Regions from separate parts of the Mus musculus genome. Here all the other regions are linked to region 1. The links are chromatin contacts, called in public Hi-C, HiChIP or PLAC-seq and Micro-C maps. All regions are on one chromosome and are shown on one strand. Each heading gives the region's core, a stretch centred on a gene start, on an enhancer-like site or on the middle of the called end of the contact. The rest is flanking DNA. Distances are from core to core; before and after follow the strand shown.

Region 1 (2,700 bases), core at 96-2,595:
CAGCATAGAGCAGTTTTAGACCTGTGGCCTCTCAGACTACAGTAATCCCTTCCAGGGCATTTTAGACTTAGAGAAACTTAGTCGTACAGCGGTTGATGACCTTGGAAGCACACACCCTGCAAAGAGGGCAAGTGCAGGGCCTCAAGCTGGCCCTGCTATGGCGTGGCCCTAACGGCTCGAAGGTCAGCTAAGATCTCACCTCCTAAACACCTTCAGACCGAACAGCACAGACGAGAGAGTTTGCATAATTTCAGAATCAAAGAATGTGGTTTCACAAATATGGATTTTTAAGTTTGGCCCAATGTCATCTTGGGAAGGTGGGAGAGATGGCTTATTTGGAAAAAAAAAACTATTGGAAGATTTCATCTTACCTGCGAGGCTACCAGCTACCTACAATATCCATTCTAAAGTACTAAGTATGCTAAGTATGGAATATTCTGGGTGATGGCGAGGGACAAAGATATTTTATTCCCAAAGCAACGTTGACTTTCTATTTCTAGGGAAGGTTCTGTGTATGGACTGACACCTTGGAGCAATAAAGAAAATGCCCTGTTCTTGTGTCAAAAAATTCGTTCAGCAAGCATTCCTTCTGGTGGACTGACTACTCAGCGGGCCAGCTGTCCAGGGCCTCTGCCGGGGCAGCCCCAAGGGGAGCGTTTCAGACAGTGGTCTCCACTGAGCTTCTCAGATCCTGCTTCCCCAAGCTCCTACCATGACCCTGCTGCTCCCACTGTCTGACAGGTGTTTTTCCAACTCTAGAGGCAGAGGATTTTGGGGAGTGTCTGAGCCAATAAGATTTCTCCTTAGGGGGAGGGCGTGGCTACATGGGTCAGAGCAGGGGCGGGGCTTGCGCAGCGGAGGAAAGCCTGGCTGGTTGTGTGGAGGGTTGTTTGATTCCCACCCCCCACTCCCCTCTTTTTTTTCTTTCTTTTCTTTTCTTTTCTTTTTCAAAAATCTTTCTTCTGACTCTTATTAATTTCTCTGTGGGGCTGCGGCTGGAGACCGCGGAGCGTTGGAAATGACGTTCGGAGCTTTAATTACTGCAATGGCTGGACAAGTGTGAGGAAAGCTGACAGTGGAAAAAAAGGGGGACAGGATCGGGGAGAAGCAAAGAAGCAACACCCCCTCCTTTTCCCTCCAGATTTGGACAGGAGGTGCAAGGAGACTGAAGAGAGAGCTGAACATAGCCCGGTTTTGGGGGGAGAGGCCGGAACCCCGCCGCCTCTTTGCAATCAACTTTTTTTGGAAGCCTTTATTCCCTCTTTCTTTTTATTGTTGACCAACCAGTGAGGAGAGCGAGCGAGCGAGCGAGAAAGTGAGGAGGGAACGAGCGAGCGGAGGATCACTCCGGGAACTAGCTGTACGTTGTGCTCGGAGCACCAGCCGCACAGTCGCGCTCACTCCCACCCGCGCGCCCTCCTCCGCGGCCCCTTGCCGGGTCCGCGGGTCCACGGGTCCTGGAAGCCGCCGCCGTCGCCGACTGGCTCTCCGGCCCCGGGAAGCCCGTGCACCAAGCGCGCCGCGCCCGCCCCCCTTGCGCCCCCCACGCGCTCCCGGCTGAGGGGGGGAGATCTCCTCCGCGTGCTCGCAAGTGGCTATGGTATTTGGACATGTAATTGTCAGCGCGGGATCTGAGACTTGCCAAAAATGAAGCTGGCGACGGGACTCTGGGTCTGGGGGAGCCTTCTGATGGCAGCGGGGACCGTCCAGCCCAGCGCTTCTCAGTCAGGTGGGTCGCGGTCTCGCGGTTCCCGGTCGCGCTCCAGCTGTTGAACCCGCCACTGCCTCCGGTGTTTCCCTTCTCCCTCGCCCCTCTGTCACCCTTAGGCTCCAGGGACCCTAGGGACCGGGCTTCTGCCTTGGGTCGCCCCTAGCTCCATCCCAAACTTACCTTTGTGTGTGCGTGCGTGTGTTTTTAATTGATGCTACAAATGACTTCGCTTTCCTGCCACCCTCTATATTATTGTCCCCCCTCTCGCCCTCTCTTTAGCCCCCTTCTTTCTTTCTCGCGCGTTTTCTGGGAGCCTAAGCGGGATCGCTTCTGGTGGCGCCCGTTGTTCGGGGCGTGGGAGACCTGAGCCCGTCAGTGGAGGTTCCCTCCTTCTCGAGCTGGGAAGGGGGGGGGGGGGAATCAAACCAAACCGGAGAATCGCTGCACCTCTTCGGGCTGCCAGGAGGTTCCTGAGCTGAGCCTGGCTGGCCTTCCCCGGGGTGCAGGGCTGCGGCGGAGCGCGGCCGGGGAGCCGGGCTTGGCACCTGAGCATGCTGGCGCAGGGTCCCTGGCCCGAGTCTCCAGTAGCCTGCGGGGTCACACCGGACGCCCAGCCCTATCCGGGCAGCTGGAGCGCACCGGGTGCGCGCCTCGGCCGGGGGCCAGGGACTCTGGGCCTTCTTAGTTGGCATCTCTAGGCTGTCTTGAGATTGACTTGGGGCGAGAAAGAGGGTGTGTGTGTGTGTGTGTGTTGGGCGTGCGACTCTTCAGCCAGCATGATCTCTCTCTCTCTCTCTCTCTCTCTCTCTCTCTCTCTCTCTCTCTCTCTCTCTCTCTCTCTCTCTCTCTCTCTCTCTCTCTCTCTAAAAGAGCCTGGCATACTGAGTCCAGAGCTCGGCCTTCCCTCCCCATGCTGGACTTGGCTCTGGGAAGAGTTCTTCCAGTAGTGCAACTTGGGGTTGGCCTAAACTTCTGTTTACTGCCCTGCC
Region 2 (2,747 bases), core at 153-2,652, 580 kb before region 1:
CCGCCGCCGCTGCCCGCCCTCCGCCCGCGGGCGTCTGCGCGAGCCCGGCCGGCGGGGGAGATGTGCTCGGGCTCCGCCGGATCGGTTTCTCGGGGTTTGACCAGCTGTCCCGGGCTAACCCTGCTCCTCGCTGAAGATGGAGGAAGTAAAAACAGGATTACCCTTAGCTACAGATCCACTGCCTTAGTTTCCACCACCAACTGCAGTGCACAAACACACGTTAGGCACAGGAAAGAAAGAAAGAGAGAGAGGGAGAGGACACACTAACAGTAAACACAAACAAAAGGGTGATGGGATTATTTTACTGCATGCACTGCTGAGGTAAATCTCCGCTTGGCTTTTTGCGTGGGGAAGAACAGCTCTTGTTTTATTTGTCTTCTGATTCATAGATTATCTATCAATTTGTGTATGGTTTGCAAAGGGGTTGGGGAGGGGGAGTGTTTTCAAAGTTAAGTGTAATGATATGGAATCTTGTTTAACAGTGTGGTGTGATCGAATGACTTGTTGCTGTTAACCAGGGATAATAATAATATAGACGCTTTTCTTTGGGGAGGGATGGGTTGTGGCTCTGATTAGGGAAATGATCTCTGTTAAGGACGCTCAGGGAATTTCGTTGAAGATGATGTCCTTTGCCTTAATGTATCGTCCCCTCCTTGTAATCTGCTTCTGGGATGTTAATGGACTAATCAGTTCTCATCTTTATAGCTGTCATGGATTTGGACTTGTTTTTGCTTTGTTTTAACTTGAATTCCAAGAAGAAAGATTGGATAACCTGGCATAGATTGCAGCTGTCTGGATAGAGGCTATTATACTGTTGAGATTGAAAACAAAACAAAACAAAAATAATAATAAAAATCTGGTGTGACACATGTATAACAGCAACAGTTAAATCGCTTTGACAGGTTCTGGTATGGACGAAGGAGATGGAATGAAGATTTAATTTCTTTTTCTTTTTCTTTTTTTCCTATTTTGCCAGAGGCCACAAAACAGTCCTGTGAAGTTGGCCTAGGTTCCTTGCTGGGTTCTGCCTGACTGTCCCTCCCCTCGTACCCCCCCTCCCCTTTTTCTTTCAGTTTTCTTGTCTTAGCTTTTGGTCGATTCTTAAGGAACCGGTGGATCAAGTTTTTTCTCTTCTCGTTAATCGCATTGCTGTAGCACTGACCTCTCTCTCTTTCTCTCCCTCCCTCCCTGTCTTTTTTTTTTTTTTTTTTTTTTTCCTCTTTCCTGAAAGTACGTGGTGCCATTCCTGAGTGACTTTTCCTACTAGACCATCCCAAAGGGACGAGGGGGCGGGGGCGGGGGAGGAGGAGGACGAGGAGGAGGAGAAGGAGGAGGAGGAGGAGGAGGTTGGGGGGGAGTGTTCCTTCTCTCTCATTTCTTGGTTTTGTTTATCAGCCGATCTGTTTGCTGGATTCGGTCTTGGAATGACCCACCTGTAAAGTGCTTTCCCTCCTCCTCGGCTTCAACTCTGCAGGGGGCTTTGCCTGGAGGGGGCAGGGAGGGAAGGGGGGGGGGACACAAAAAACTTCTTTCTTTCTTTCTTTCTTTCTCCGTTTCTCTTCAGCCCGACATTGTCACCTCCTCCTTGAGGGGTTAGAAGAAGCTGGGAGCTCCCGACAGAGCTGGAAATGGTGATGACTGTTTTTTAATCAGAGGACAATTTCTTTTGTATGTACATTTTGTTTCTCTTTCTCCTTTTTCTTCCTTTTTCTTCCTTTTCCTTCACTGAGGGTTTAATAACCCTTTCACTGTTGGCGCAGACTTCTTTTGCTTCTAACTGACGCTTCTTTTTAGTATGTGTGTTAAATGTGTACATTTTTAAAGAGATAGACTCATTTGTAAGCTCTCGGTAGAAACTGCTCCCCTTTAAAACTTTCCGGGTCCCTTTCTTTCAAACCTTACGTAACCTAATTGAAAGAATTTGATAAGAGTAGAGCAGGTCGGAATTTAACTGCTATGTAGTGACTGGGAATTTGATCTGATTATTCCATAAAGAAAGAAAGAAAAGTTTTTGGGGGGCGGGAGGGGGGTAGGGAGGCTGGTGGTGAAGGGGAGGGGAGGGAGAAGGGAAGTGGTTTTGGAGACAAGAAGTGAAGCTGCCTGTTTTCCAGTAAGTAATGGAGAAATTCCAGGAGCTAGGGCTAAATATACTTGGCGATCAATACAGAAATGGCTCATTGTGAATAATTTAGCTGCTGGTGCTTTGAGAGTTTTGAAACTAAAGGCAAAAAGGACCTGGGCCAAAGGGGGGAAAAATAAGTAAAAATCTTTTTCAGGACTTGTCAATTCTGTAACTTTTTCCCTCAAAGAATACAGTTAGATTATCGATCTTCTTATGATGTGAATCAAAGCTAGGGGGTGTTGTCTCATGCAATTTACTTTTGTTTCTGGGGATACAAAAGTATTTGTGTTATTGATGCATGAAAATCATTCCTCACACTTGGGGAGAGGAAAATCCTCCCCTCCCCTCGTGCACAGCCAAAAGTTTCTGACTTGTTGGAACTCCGAATGTCTCAAGTAGGCTTGGCATTGTCTCCGGCCATAGTCTGGCAGGAAATTAGGGTACGTGGAACAGGTGCTCACACAGGATTTGGGGTGGGCTAAAACGTCAGTACAAGCCAGAGTTGGCCAACTGCCGCAAAAGTCTTTGGGATACAGTCTAGTACTAAGTAGTTTTGTTTTGTTTTGTTTTCTTATGTTTTGTTTGTTCTCTGTGCCCCCCCCCCCCCCCCATTAGAACATGATGA
Region 3 (2,784 bases), core at 212-2,711, 820 kb after region 1:
TTGTCATGCTTTTATCTTTTCATACTAGTACATATTGTGCATTAAGCACATCTGTCTTTATTTTTCTAACCACTTTTTCTCAATCCTCATCCTGCTGGTCCTCTCTCTTCCCCTAGATAGTTACACTTCTTCTGGGTCATGTGTGTGTATGTGTGTGTGTGTTTCTGTGATTTTATATAGTTAGTGTTTAGTAAACACAGATGAGAGAAAAATTAAAATATTTGTTTTGCTGAAGTTGGCTAAATCCTTTCATAAGTTAACTTCTGGTTGCACATATTTTCCTGAAAGTTATACAGTTTTGGTCCCTATGATAGAAACAAAAAGTTTCCTTATGTAGATTTAACAAATTTTTTCAGCCATCTGTCAGAAGCAAAAAACCAAGAGACAGACCTGGCATTTTTCAAACTATCCAACAGCTCTCCCTTGTCTACTAAGTTAAGTCCCTCCAAATCCGGCCCCTAAGATCCATTGTCTTTCTCCTCTCCCTGTGCCTGCTGTTACACTCCCCTTCTGTTCACATTTGTTGTTCAGAGTACTTCTTGCTTTCACACTATGCTTCTGCTTTTCTTCGTCTGGACTCCCTAACACTCACTGATATCCCAGCCGTAACTCTCAGTATATCAAACTACAGCTTGCTGACTCTTTCCACATGGTGACCATGACCTACTAAAATGACATTCTGGTGTCCATCCACCATATTATATTTACAGAAATATACCATAAACGTCTGCTCATGCCATCTGTCATCTTCAAACTGTGAGCTCAATGGAAATAAGTGGAAAAGTGTGTAATTTATCTCATCTCTCCCTGCAGCTCCTGAAAGGTTACAAGCACGTTAGTAGGCTCATCACACAGGTTTATTGGATGAATGAAGATATTTCATTATCCACACCCTCTCCTCAAACAGAATCTCATTCATTGTTGAAAGATTTTTTTTTAATCTTTCAAGGATCATTATAAAGATTACACACAAAGTACAGATTTTCAGACTCTCACTTGGATATAAGAAGTAGACTGTTAATTTTACAAAATGGCAGTACTATCATAAAAATAACATTTTGAAGATGATAACATGGGAACACATAAAAAATGGTTCTTTAGAACAGAATAAAAGAAAACCATATGAGACAAGTTTAGGGGTTTTGTAGTAGTTTGTTTTCCAATTTCAATTGTTTTGCATAGATCTAATGGATGGCGCCTGGCCACTGATGTGTGCTCTAGCTGCTTCTCTTTATTTTATCTAATCTATTTTTGTCACCATTTTTGCAGGTTAAGATTTACTTGTCCTGCTCAAAGCTGACCCTCAAAGAAAGACCAAAACAAAAACAGAAAACAAGCAAACAAATAAAACTGCAGAAAAAGAGCAAACTGATTTTCTACCTAGTAGAATATCTGTAAGAGAGTATATGATGAACGGGAGAGGTGGTGACTTGTGGTTAACAAATGAATTCTGTTAGCTTGCTAACATCTGGCATCAGTTACAGAAGCTGCCTATAGTCTGGCCACATCTGTGGGTGCCTACAGCTCTTTTTTCATATTTTAAACCTGAGAGCTTGGGAAACATGCATACTTTATATTAACAAACAAATTAGAGTTCTGTGTAGTTAAATAAAACCAGCAAATACTCATCTTGGTTGATTCTTCAGCTACCTCTATGTAAAGTTATTTGTTTACTACAGAGTATTTGCTTTTGAGTTCAATATTATAACAGTTATCAAAAGTTTCTCTTTACAGATCATATTTCTGCTACTTAACAGTGGTCACGACATATTGCAAAAAAGCCAAATCAATTCATTTGATTTTTAAATAAATCCGCATTTAATGACAAAAAATAGTTTAAAGAGATTCATAACCAAGGATTTAAATAATCTGATTATAAAAATTATCCATGGGAATTGCATTAAAATATATAAACTTATTTTCTGCCAAGATCCTCTTTAATGAGCATCAAGCATAAGGCTACTCCACTACAATTAATTGTTCATTGCCTTTTTATTGATTTGGGGGGGGATTTTGCATAAGCCCAATGGTGTTTTAAGAGAAATGTTATACATGAAAATAGCCATAGTCATTAAACTATCAAGTAATTAACATAGCTGTGCATAGAAATGAAAGATGTAAATGAGTCGAATGTTTCAGGAAAGACCAATGCATGTGCAAGTTATCCATGGGAGCAGGTAAACTTCCCTTTACTATCTCCATGCTTTCTGGCATTGGACTTGAGTGGTTATTTCAACTCACTTCTGTGTTTCTGCTAGGAAGTGATTTCCTCTCAGTTTCTAAAAGTATACTGTTCTAGAAACTGCCTAATGATTCCAACAAGAATGTGGCGCATCCAGTACTTGTCTCACTGGTTCTTCTCTGTTTGTCTTCATGACTGACGTCTCTTTTCTTGTATTTCTTTTGACTTTGCATCTCTGCAGGTGCATAGGTTCAAGCATTGAAGACTGCATCGGCCTGACGGATAGGTACTGGGTGTGCTTTCTTCTCATGTTCTTCCTCCAAGGCTCCATGCGTGAGCACTGGTGCATGTGTGTGCATGCCACTGTGGATGGAGAATGATGTTTTCTGTTCTGCAATTGCTTGCAGGTGTAACGGTCCCACTAGTCATGACTGCATTTACTACCCATGGACGGGCCATTCCACTTTACCACAACACGCTAGGTAACATCTGCCATGGTTCCATTTTATCACTCAAATTCTTTCTTAGTTACCACGGACTAAATTAGTAAACAGTTGGGCTGAAGTTTTAGAGGACTAAATGAGAGATTTTGATTCACTTTT
Region 4 (2,700 bases), core at 201-2,700, 930 kb after region 1:
AACCAAAAGAGCAGACAGGAAGTGAGCTAGCTAGTCCCTAAGGACACACTTCCTCCAGTAAGGCTCCATCCCCTAGAGATGATGTACCTAATTAAAGAGCTCCACAATATGAGGACAACATACTCAGACACATGAGCCTATGTCAGGCAGTTCTGACTCAAGCCGCAACATGGTTATTTTTCTTTTGGTCGACATTAATCTCTTCTGTAAGGTGCTAAGAGAGCAATGTATAAGAGAAGAATTATTTTAAATGACAAAATAATTATTCTTTATCATTACGTATTTTAGGAGGATGAAGTATAGTGTGCATTTCCTATCACTTTTCCAATATAATTTGATTTGCCTTAAATATAATAAAACAAGTGACGTGCAGGTTCAGTAACACATGTAGATCTTTTCCAATCCATAAATGGTGTTTACTTATCCGTGTATTATCATAACAAACTTCCACATTGATCCTCCCATGGCCCAAAGAAAGAGGCTTCCTCAAGGGCATATCAAGGTCTTTCTTTCCTACCTGAGAACTTGCCTCTTCCTCAAGAACTAGCATGATGGCTGTCTGCTGCCCCAACTGAGAGCATTCCATCTCCTGGCCTCATGAACATGGTCAGTCTTTGTTATTTTATGTCTTCTATCTTTCTGGATATAAACTCAGAACAGATCCATGGGATTCAACCACTCATGCTTTGTAGTTCCTGTGCAAACACACCATTTCTAAAGCCTACTTTAGAGCAGCATAACAGAAACACATTCCCATTTTAGAGATTAGAAGCTGAAGCACACAGACAGGCTAAGAGTGTTTTATTTTTACCTGTAATAGCTCATTGGCAATGTAATCAGTAGCCTAAAGTCTTTTATTCCAAGCCCTGAGTGCACAGCAGAGGACACTTATTTTGCATTTGTAAAGAGATTAAAGCTTAAAAGTGGGAGAGAGAATGGGACCCTGGTAGGAGTCCACTTTATATAGCTCTAAGAATGCCACACCTGTCAGGATCAAACATATTTTACCATGAGCAAAGTATTTAATAATATGGTTATATTCTCAGAATAAGTAATTTCTTCTTTCCGTCACTGCTCTTATTAAGCCACAAAAGGCTGCACATACTATAGGTTTACAAAAGAGGCACTTAAAAGAACAAACGTGTCAAATTTTCCCTGTTGGAAGCAAAGGCTCTGTAACAATAAACTCATGAACTGTTCAGTAACACACAGCCTCTCAAAGAAGAGAGAGCCCAGTTAGAAAGTGTATTTTCTAGAGCATGATTGGACATGGTGTAAATTTCCCTGGTGATGGTAACAATAGATAGACCAAGGTTGGTCTGTTAAATGCAATGTGAGTGAAAACCAGGCAGTTCCAAGTGGCTGCTGGCACAGTTTGAGGTGCCCTGCCAGCGTTCAAACCCACAGGGTCATTTGGCAGTCAGGTGTCATTAGTCACCCCTCTCCTACTTTCCCTCTTCCCATCTGTTTTCGTCTAGCCTATTTGTGTAAATTACCTCTCAGTATGCAGCAGGGCTCAGGCTCCTCATGTATTTTCCTCCTACTCCTTTGTCCTTTTCATCCCCGACTGCTCATTTAGACTTAGACCAATCATTTGACCCAAAATTTAACATGAGAGGCAAGATAATGGCAGCAATTAATATTACTACCATTACAAAGCATCCCTTATGACTATGGTTAAGAGACCACTAAGGATTGGATAATAAATGTCAAAGATACGGCTTGCCAGTGGACATTTCAGATCATGATGACTATCATCAGAGGCCAAAACGTAATGATGCCCTTTAAGAAGATGTCAAGCTTATGAAAATTTGTGTGGATTGCCTGCGAAGTTAATAGGCAAATGAGATGTTTAAAGAAATTTCTGTGCCTAGTGTAAAAACAGTGATGCTTTTTAGAGAGGAGAAAGACAAAAATCCCTTTCTATTGAGTTTGCCCAACTAATCACTAGTATATGGAATGTCCCATCTCTATTTATCCTTAGAATTAAATCAAACTGTAAATAGATCTGTGAATCTGTCAAGTACTACAAGAAAAACAAACAAACAAACAAACAAACCAAACCAAAACAAAACAAAAAGAACCACAAGACCCACCCTGCATTACACAATGTTACTATTGCATTGCACAAAAAAGGGAAGGGCCAAACATAATTGCTTATATCAATGCCACTGATAGCAAAGATCTTCTATTCTTCAATGTATTTAAATTTTAAAAACTATTTGGAAAGGGGCAGGTGAGAACAAACTGTAGCATACTCTTCCACATGCACCTTTCCTGCAGAAACACATAATCTGCTTGAAGTAATCATTACTGGAATTTCACATTGATATTTAAATTCAGTTTACATAGAATCATAGAAAAGATAATACAATCAAAAGCCTTCCCTTTATGAATCACTTAGATATTTGGCCATATTGGCTCCATTTGTCAAGTATAGATTTTATGGTGCCCATGGTCAAAGACTTTAGTCCATATTTATTAGGCCACTGTTATTTTGTTATATACAAATGAATTGAATAGAAAAGGCCAAGTTATGCATTGCTAATAATTAAGCACAATATTTTTTCATGTTAAAGCACTTTAGAAGATATCTAGATTATAACATTCAGCCAATAAGAATTTTGTTCTCTGAAATAAAAGTAGAAAGTAGGCTGACCAGTACAAGGGAATGCTAGGTCCAGGAAGCTGGAGTGGGTG
Region 5 (2,700 bases), core at 109-2,608, 970 kb after region 1:
AGAGAAGGGATCACCTGCTCAAAGGTCTTATAGCCATTAAATAATTGAACTAAGATCCAAATTCAAATACTGTGGCTACCAAAACTCAGCTGGTTGTCAATGCATTAGACTATTTTATTGCAGTCATAATGAAAAATTGTTATTACAAATAATGTCATTTTCCCATTTATAGAATTAATGGTTGATAAGCACTCAATGACATTGAAAAGAATCTTGCCCCCAAATCATTACCAATTCTGATTCCTCAAATTGAAAAAATTGCCTTATTTGTTCTTAAAAATCATCTTATTTGTGTCTTGAATCAAGCTAAGTTCTACTTGGGAAATTCTAAAGATTGGCTTTTGTTTCTTTTCAGCCACAGAGTACTATTTGAGGAAATAAATATTTACCTTTAATGAAATCTGATTAAAGAGCAAATTGGAGAATCAACGCTACAATTAGTCATATAGACACAACTGCTTAATTCCAAGAGCAGAGTAAATACATTGGAATGGAACAGGAGAAAGTGATTTGATTAGGCTCATCAGTACAACACTGGCACACACACGTTTGCTCTGCAAAGTCTGTGGCTTAATTTCCTTCAGAGTTTACTTCTGTCAGGGAAAAAAATGATAACTTCTCATTTTCAAGGTGAGAACAAACTTCTGGGAGGAAATATGATTCATATATGCAGACTTACTTTTTAAGTAAAATACGTTTTTCCCCCACTGTGAACTTAGCCTCCTGAGGTATGTGTGAGACATCGTACTATTCTTTTCCTAAATGAAATGTTGTGCTTCAATGACTTTAAGAAATATTTATTCAGCATTTACTCGTCTCAGATAATCTTGCAGGCAATCGCTGTACAGTAATGAGCAAGAAGACAGTATCTCTTCATCCATGAAGCTTAAAATAAAATGAGCTAATAAACTAATGAATGCCTATATAAATAATTTCCAGTAAGTGTTATATGAAAGACATAAAGCAGGATGATTCGGTGTCGATTCAGCTAGAGAGCAGACTCTGTATACAAGGCCCAGGACAGCTTATACTGTGAACCAAACATTTCTCTGGATATGTAACAGAGGTCGCATGCTGGGTAGGGAATGGTCTGGCACTTTTGGTTTTCTGTTTGATTATTTTTAGCTCAAGTCTTTTGAACTATTTGAAATACAAATGGTATTCTGTAAATATTTTCTAGTAGCAACACCAACCACAAAATGTGTTTCTTCCAGGCAAACACTGTGTGCAGTAAGAGTGCTAATTTTCTTCCAAAGAAGCACTGACATTTCTTAATTACTCTCCTCATGAGTAGTCATGTATAGCGATTACTGAAGGCTCAGCAGAGCGTTGTTCTACCCAACCCTTGGAGAACAATAATGCTGACAGTTCAGGGCTTCAGTGTCCAACACACTTTTCCTTTCTCTTCATTACCCCTGCTAATTACTCTGGCCAGTGGCTATTGTGCAGATCTTCTCCCTTCCCATAACCCCTGCAGCCCTCTCTACTGTCAGGGAAATTTACAGTAATGGCATAATGTGGTCTCCCAGCCATGCTTCTCTGAGAATTCTTTAAAGGCACCACTTTCTTTCACTTAACGTCTGAGTCAGTGTACCAAGTGACTGATACTTGAAGTCTAGACTAATGGGCACATGGCAGTACCACTTGTTCTGAAAACAAAGAGCATCTGTTTTCCCAGAAATTCTGACTTTTAGAATGAATAATTTTAAATGTCAAGTCACTATGCCAAGGGACATATTTTGAGTATTTGTCTACTAAAGCCAATGTTTCCACACATTTTTTTTAAACTTAGTTGAAAAGTTTTGACATCAAAGAAATGCTATAATGGTATTGTGATTAATATTTACATTTATCTTTGTTATCGAACTAATTTGATACATTTGAATGGTGTGAAATTCCCCCTATTTTAAAATATAACAGCAAAGATATAAGAAGTATTCTTGTGTCTGTGTAGGCGTGTGAATTTATTCATAGTCTCAGGCCATTCAGGCTGGCCTCAGGACACTCTTGCCTGTTTCCCAAGTGCTCAGATGACAGGTGTACACCACAATACCTGGTTACTCAGAACAAAATGCAGGACTTTGTTCTTGGAAGCAAACACTTTGCCAATTTATCTAAGTCCTCAAGTCCTCATCAAGTACAGTCTACAGAAAAGATAAATTGATTACCTTAGGAATGTGTTTGCTGATGTATTTGTTAGGTTCTAAAAAGAAAATGGGAGCTACAATGACTTATCAACCAAAGGAGGAAGAACATATAACTTTATTTTTGAAAATATTTTCTTTTAAATTTCACATACCAATTCACATTAGGTAGGTGTTTTATTTTTAATCTCAATAAATGTATCTGTGGCTCAGATGTTAATACCATTCCTTTTTTAAATAGGAGAAAAACTGATAGTTGAGAGATTTATATAACTTCCACAGTGTCATATATAGTGATCATAAATAGCTGAAATAAGGTTAGACAACAAAGTAAACCTGAGTTCCAGACATACACATTACTTTTTTCATATCAAAAGAGAAGCAGTACTAGGAAGTTAATCTCATTTTCCTACCTTGAACTGGAGTGGCAGATGATAAACAAATGGAAGTTACTAATGCCACTTCTCTTGTGATTTTCTTTGAGTCAACATGGCTATAGAATTGAAGGTACTTGCAAGGTCTTTCAGAATTTTAAGTGGGATAAGATCAACTTAGA
Region 6 (2,713 bases), core at 26-2,525, 760 kb after region 1:
TCCAAGAACATGTATTGTTATTAAAAATTTAATTCTGTCAGTGGATGGCTTTGGTTAAGGCCTCATCTTTGTTTTCTACAGTGACCAGAACTGTGTGTGCTGAACAATGTGATGGCAGGTGCTATGGACCCTACGTTAGTGACTGCTGCCATCGAGAATGTGCTGGAGGCTGCTCAGGACCAAAGGACACTGACTGCTTTGTATGTCTATGTTCTCTCTTTCTCCTTAATGTCTGAATCAGACTCACTCACATTGAATATTTAACACTAGATTTTATTATGTCTTGTTCTTTATTAGTTGAAAAAGTGCTGTACCATTCTAGCAGGCATTCTACCAACGAGGTTGTCTATTGATTAAACAGAATTAGTTTGTGACAGTTTGAACAGTCCTGCATTTCTGATATAATTTATGTGTGAAGTGACTGTTTTGGAAAGCATGAATATGAACATGCTTTAAGAAATTGAAAATATTGTTTCCCTACCTTCTAGGCTTACTGCTTTATGTTGTAGCAGTATTGAGTTCCATGAGTGAACAAAGCTTGTTCTTGAATATCAATTTCAAGGTTATATCAGAAGAATCTATGCATTTAAATATTTTTCATTTTGCTGTGTTAAAAAACTTATATTATTCTGCATTTAAAATTAAGAAATGCACATTTAAATCTATTTATGTGATAATATGAATGTTTTATGTTTTTGAAGAGGTTATTTTTACTTTAAAAAAGCAACATTCATAGCTTCGTTGAAATTTTAAAATTATATTTTATATTAAGTCCTTGATATAATTTTTTGTTCTTTTGATAGGTAATTTTATGAGTGATAGTACATTCATTCATAAATCATAATTCTATTTAATTTTATCTAAAATGACAAACAATGCACCTTTTTCTTTGAGAATGAGCACAATTTAATCTTTCTATCTCTAAAATATTTTAAAAATACATGTCAGAAATTTATTTTGTTCCACCAAATACATATTAAAATTGAAATTTTTAAGAACTGAGACTTTGTCTAATAAGCAGAATAAAAATTAGAACACTAATGCTATAGCTAGTTGTTGCTTGAGTCATAAGAATTCTAAGAAGCTTAACTTGTCTGATATGATTCTATAGTGAAACAAAACTATATCTGGTTAAAGGGGATCAAACAAAGAATAGAGAGGGGACACATGTTAAGTATCCAAGGAAGAGCCTTGGCAGCCAAACTGAGGGCCCTTTCTTGTCTGTCATCAGCATAGAGAGGGGAGAACCAAGCTTGATTTTAAAGACATTGCACACTGCAGGTGTTACATTAATGATTCCAGAGCCAGAGTGGTGGTAAACAGTAGAAAAGCCTTTCCCTGTAGGATGTGGCACTGTGCCTTTTTAGTTGTATTATTGTGATAAGCAGTACCAGGTGCTCTTGAGAGCTCTCGTTTCATTACTATATTGGAATGGTCCAGTGATTATACTTTGGCATTTAATACAGAATGTTCATGAATGCCAGCCTGAGGCTTTGGTGTAAGTTTATATCGTGCTTGTGTGTTATCTGGAAGGTAAATTCCTCGGGCTTGTATCCCCTTGTTCCAAAGCAGTCTATGTACAGTGCATATCAATGCAGAAACGGTTTTAGTTATTCAGATATAAGAACACATGATGTTTTGTGGTTATAAATTAAAACTCACTAAGTTTTCTAGATTGCTTTTTAATAGAGTCTTCCTATGAAATGTCATCTTAGCAAATAATGTATCATTGGTGGATCTTGTTTTGATTATGCACCTTGTAGACCATCATCAGAGAATTTTCATCTTGTGATAAAGTGTTTGCTGAAACAACAATTGATGAAGCAAATGTTGCGAGGAAAGTGAATACATTAATTCTTATTAATAACCATTTGACAATTTATAATGAAGTGTAAAACACAGCTTTGGATAATGGTAGCTCTTTTTCAAGCTCTCAATTATTCATAAGAGAGTTTTATTTCTTAATTAAAAGAGTTAGGTTGTCCCTATGTTTGTTAGTCAAATGATTATGTGTACATTGTTTTGATATCTCAGGTAGAAAATAGTTTTCAATTTTCTCAAGTGAATTTGGAAATATCAATGATGAAAAGACATTTGAAGACAAATGTATGTTAGCAAAACAGAGATGCCTTTTGAACATGTTGGGTACAGGAAATGATGTACCATCATAAAAAGGGGCATCATTTGATTTAAATCTTACCTCTTCACATTTTACCTTTATAATCACTTCACTTTTTCTGGTTACTCCTGATATACAGGTAAATAAATGACTATCACTATGTTTCCTATTGTAGAATGATGATAGTTGTATTTTTCATGTCATACCATGCACAAACTCACCAACCACATTCTCCAAAATAAAATCCTTACCTGCAGAACTGGAAACTCAAGCTGATTGTAAAGACTGAAATTACATGTTCTAAGTCAGTGCAAATTCAAATAATCTGTCACATGTCTATGTTCAATATTATAAACCAATTCTCAATATAAAACTGTTTATTATAAATATGCATTTTGTGTTTGTGTGTACATGTCATATACACATATTTATACATATATGTATACATATATACACATGAATGTTACTCTATGTGAAGAGAAGTAATACAGCTGGTAATATATATAGACACAAAAGAGGATGAGAGGCTGATGAACAGTTAAGGTCACAGTGACTTACAATTTATCAGTTTGGGCAGAATTTTTAAAATTGAAA

Evidence for each region. Hi-C and Micro-C count contacts between places; a contact is called where the count stands out from the background. HiChIP or PLAC-seq counts read pairs in DNA pulled down with a chosen protein or histone mark.
Region 2: a Micro-C map of embryonic stem cells shows a contact between it and region 1, with 3 times the contacts expected there. The contact joins the promoter of Ikzf2 here to the promoter of Erbb4 in region 1. A contact is called at or near these places in 1 of 39 promoter capture datasets (second pharyngeal arch cranial neural crest), 5 of 484 Hi-C or Micro-C datasets (cardiomyocytes, differentiating embryonic stem cells and embryonic stem cells) and 1 of 115 datasets of contacts at active chromatin or transcription factors (embryonic stem cells).
Region 3: an H3K4me3 HiChIP or PLAC-seq map of craniofacial prominence shows a contact between it and region 1, with 5 times the contacts expected there. The contact joins the enhancer-like site here to the promoter of Erbb4 in region 1. A contact is called at or near these places in 7 of 39 promoter capture datasets (the 3T3-L1 cell line, cranial neural crest, frontonasal cranial neural crest and 4 more), 12 of 115 datasets of contacts at active chromatin or transcription factors (VIP interneurons, astrocytes, cardiomyocytes and 8 more) and 1 of 9 other capture datasets (embryonic stem cells).
Region 4: a contact with region 1 is called in a Hi-C map of cerebellum, with 1.7 times the contacts expected there. The contact joins the enhancer-like site here to the promoter of Erbb4 in region 1. A contact is called at or near these places in 9 of 39 promoter capture datasets (the C10 cell line, cranial neural crest, embryonic stem cells and 6 more), 4 of 484 Hi-C or Micro-C datasets (cerebellar granule neurons and cerebellum), 14 of 115 datasets of contacts at active chromatin or transcription factors (SST interneurons, astrocytes, embryonic basal ganglia and 8 more) and 1 of 9 other capture datasets (embryonic stem cells).
Region 5: a contact with region 1 is called in an H3K4me3 HiChIP or PLAC-seq map of embryonic basal ganglia, with 5 times the contacts expected there. The contact joins the enhancer-like site here to the promoter of Erbb4 in region 1. A contact is called at or near these places in 6 of 39 promoter capture datasets (the HPC-7 cell line, cranial neural crest, embryonic stem cells and 3 more), 3 of 484 Hi-C or Micro-C datasets (cumulus cells, nephron progenitors and stem cell-derived neural stem cells), 12 of 115 datasets of contacts at active chromatin or transcription factors (differentiating embryonic stem cells, embryonic basal ganglia, embryonic forebrain and 8 more) and 1 of 9 other capture datasets (embryonic stem cells).
Region 6: an H3K4me3 HiChIP or PLAC-seq map of neural progenitor cells shows a contact between it and region 1, with 27 read pairs. The contact joins the enhancer-like site here to the promoter of Erbb4 in region 1. A contact is called at or near these places in 6 of 39 promoter capture datasets (the C10 cell line, embryonic stem cells, frontonasal cranial neural crest and 3 more), 1 of 484 Hi-C or Micro-C datasets (cerebellar granule neurons), 11 of 115 datasets of contacts at active chromatin or transcription factors (astrocytes, cardiomyocytes, embryonic forebrain and 6 more) and 1 of 9 other capture datasets (embryonic stem cells).

Annotation. Positions count from the first base shown.
Region 1 is chr1:69,106,704-69,109,403 of GRCm38.p6, reverse strand. Erbb4 (erb-b2 receptor tyrosine kinase 4) reads left to right here and starts at 1,345. Exons shown (of 27, transcript NM_010154.2): 1 at 1,345-1,729. The coding sequence starts at 1,648.
Region 2 is chr1:69,684,615-69,687,361 of GRCm38.p6, reverse strand. Ikzf2 (IKAROS family zinc finger 2) reads left to right here and starts at 1,402. Exons shown (of 8, transcript NM_011770.4): 1 at 1,402-1,668.
Region 3 is chr1:68,290,123-68,292,906 of GRCm38.p6, reverse strand. Erbb4 (erb-b2 receptor tyrosine kinase 4) reads left to right here. Exons shown (of 27, transcript NM_010154.2): 16 at 2,590-2,664. Among named protein-coding and RNA genes, the nearest start is that of Gm51744, 670 kb to the left of the region's middle. Within about 2 kb of position 1,461, at least 2 of the 459 cell types and tissues checked have an H3K27ac peak or open chromatin away from gene starts, as enhancers often do. A contact at or near this core is called in craniofacial prominence and second pharyngeal arch cranial neural crest, where this site is marked.
Region 4 is chr1:68,177,466-68,180,165 of GRCm38.p6, reverse strand. The region is part of intron 20 of Erbb4 (erb-b2 receptor tyrosine kinase 4); the gene reads left to right. Among named protein-coding and RNA genes, the nearest start is that of Gm51744, 780 kb to the left of the region's middle. Within about 2 kb of position 1,450, at least 12 of the 459 cell types and tissues checked have an H3K27ac peak or open chromatin away from gene starts, as enhancers often do. A contact at or near this core is called in cerebellum, neural tube and second pharyngeal arch cranial neural crest, where this site is marked.
Region 5 is chr1:68,141,484-68,144,183 of GRCm38.p6, reverse strand. The region is part of intron 20 of Erbb4 (erb-b2 receptor tyrosine kinase 4); the gene reads left to right. Among named protein-coding and RNA genes, the nearest start is that of Gm39658, 770 kb to the right of the region's middle. Within about 2 kb of position 1,358, at least 8 of the 459 cell types and tissues checked have an H3K27ac peak or open chromatin away from gene starts, as enhancers often do. A contact at or near this core is called in embryonic basal ganglia and oligodendrocyte precursor cells, where this site is marked.
Region 6 is chr1:68,346,788-68,349,500 of GRCm38.p6, reverse strand. It overlaps Erbb4 (erb-b2 receptor tyrosine kinase 4), which reads left to right. Exons shown (of 27, transcript NM_010154.2): 6 at 82-200. Among named protein-coding and RNA genes, the nearest start is that of Gm51744, 610 kb to the left of the region's middle. Within about 2 kb of position 1,275, at least 6 of the 459 cell types and tissues checked have an H3K27ac peak or open chromatin away from gene starts, as enhancers often do. A contact at or near this core is called in neural progenitor cells, where this site is marked.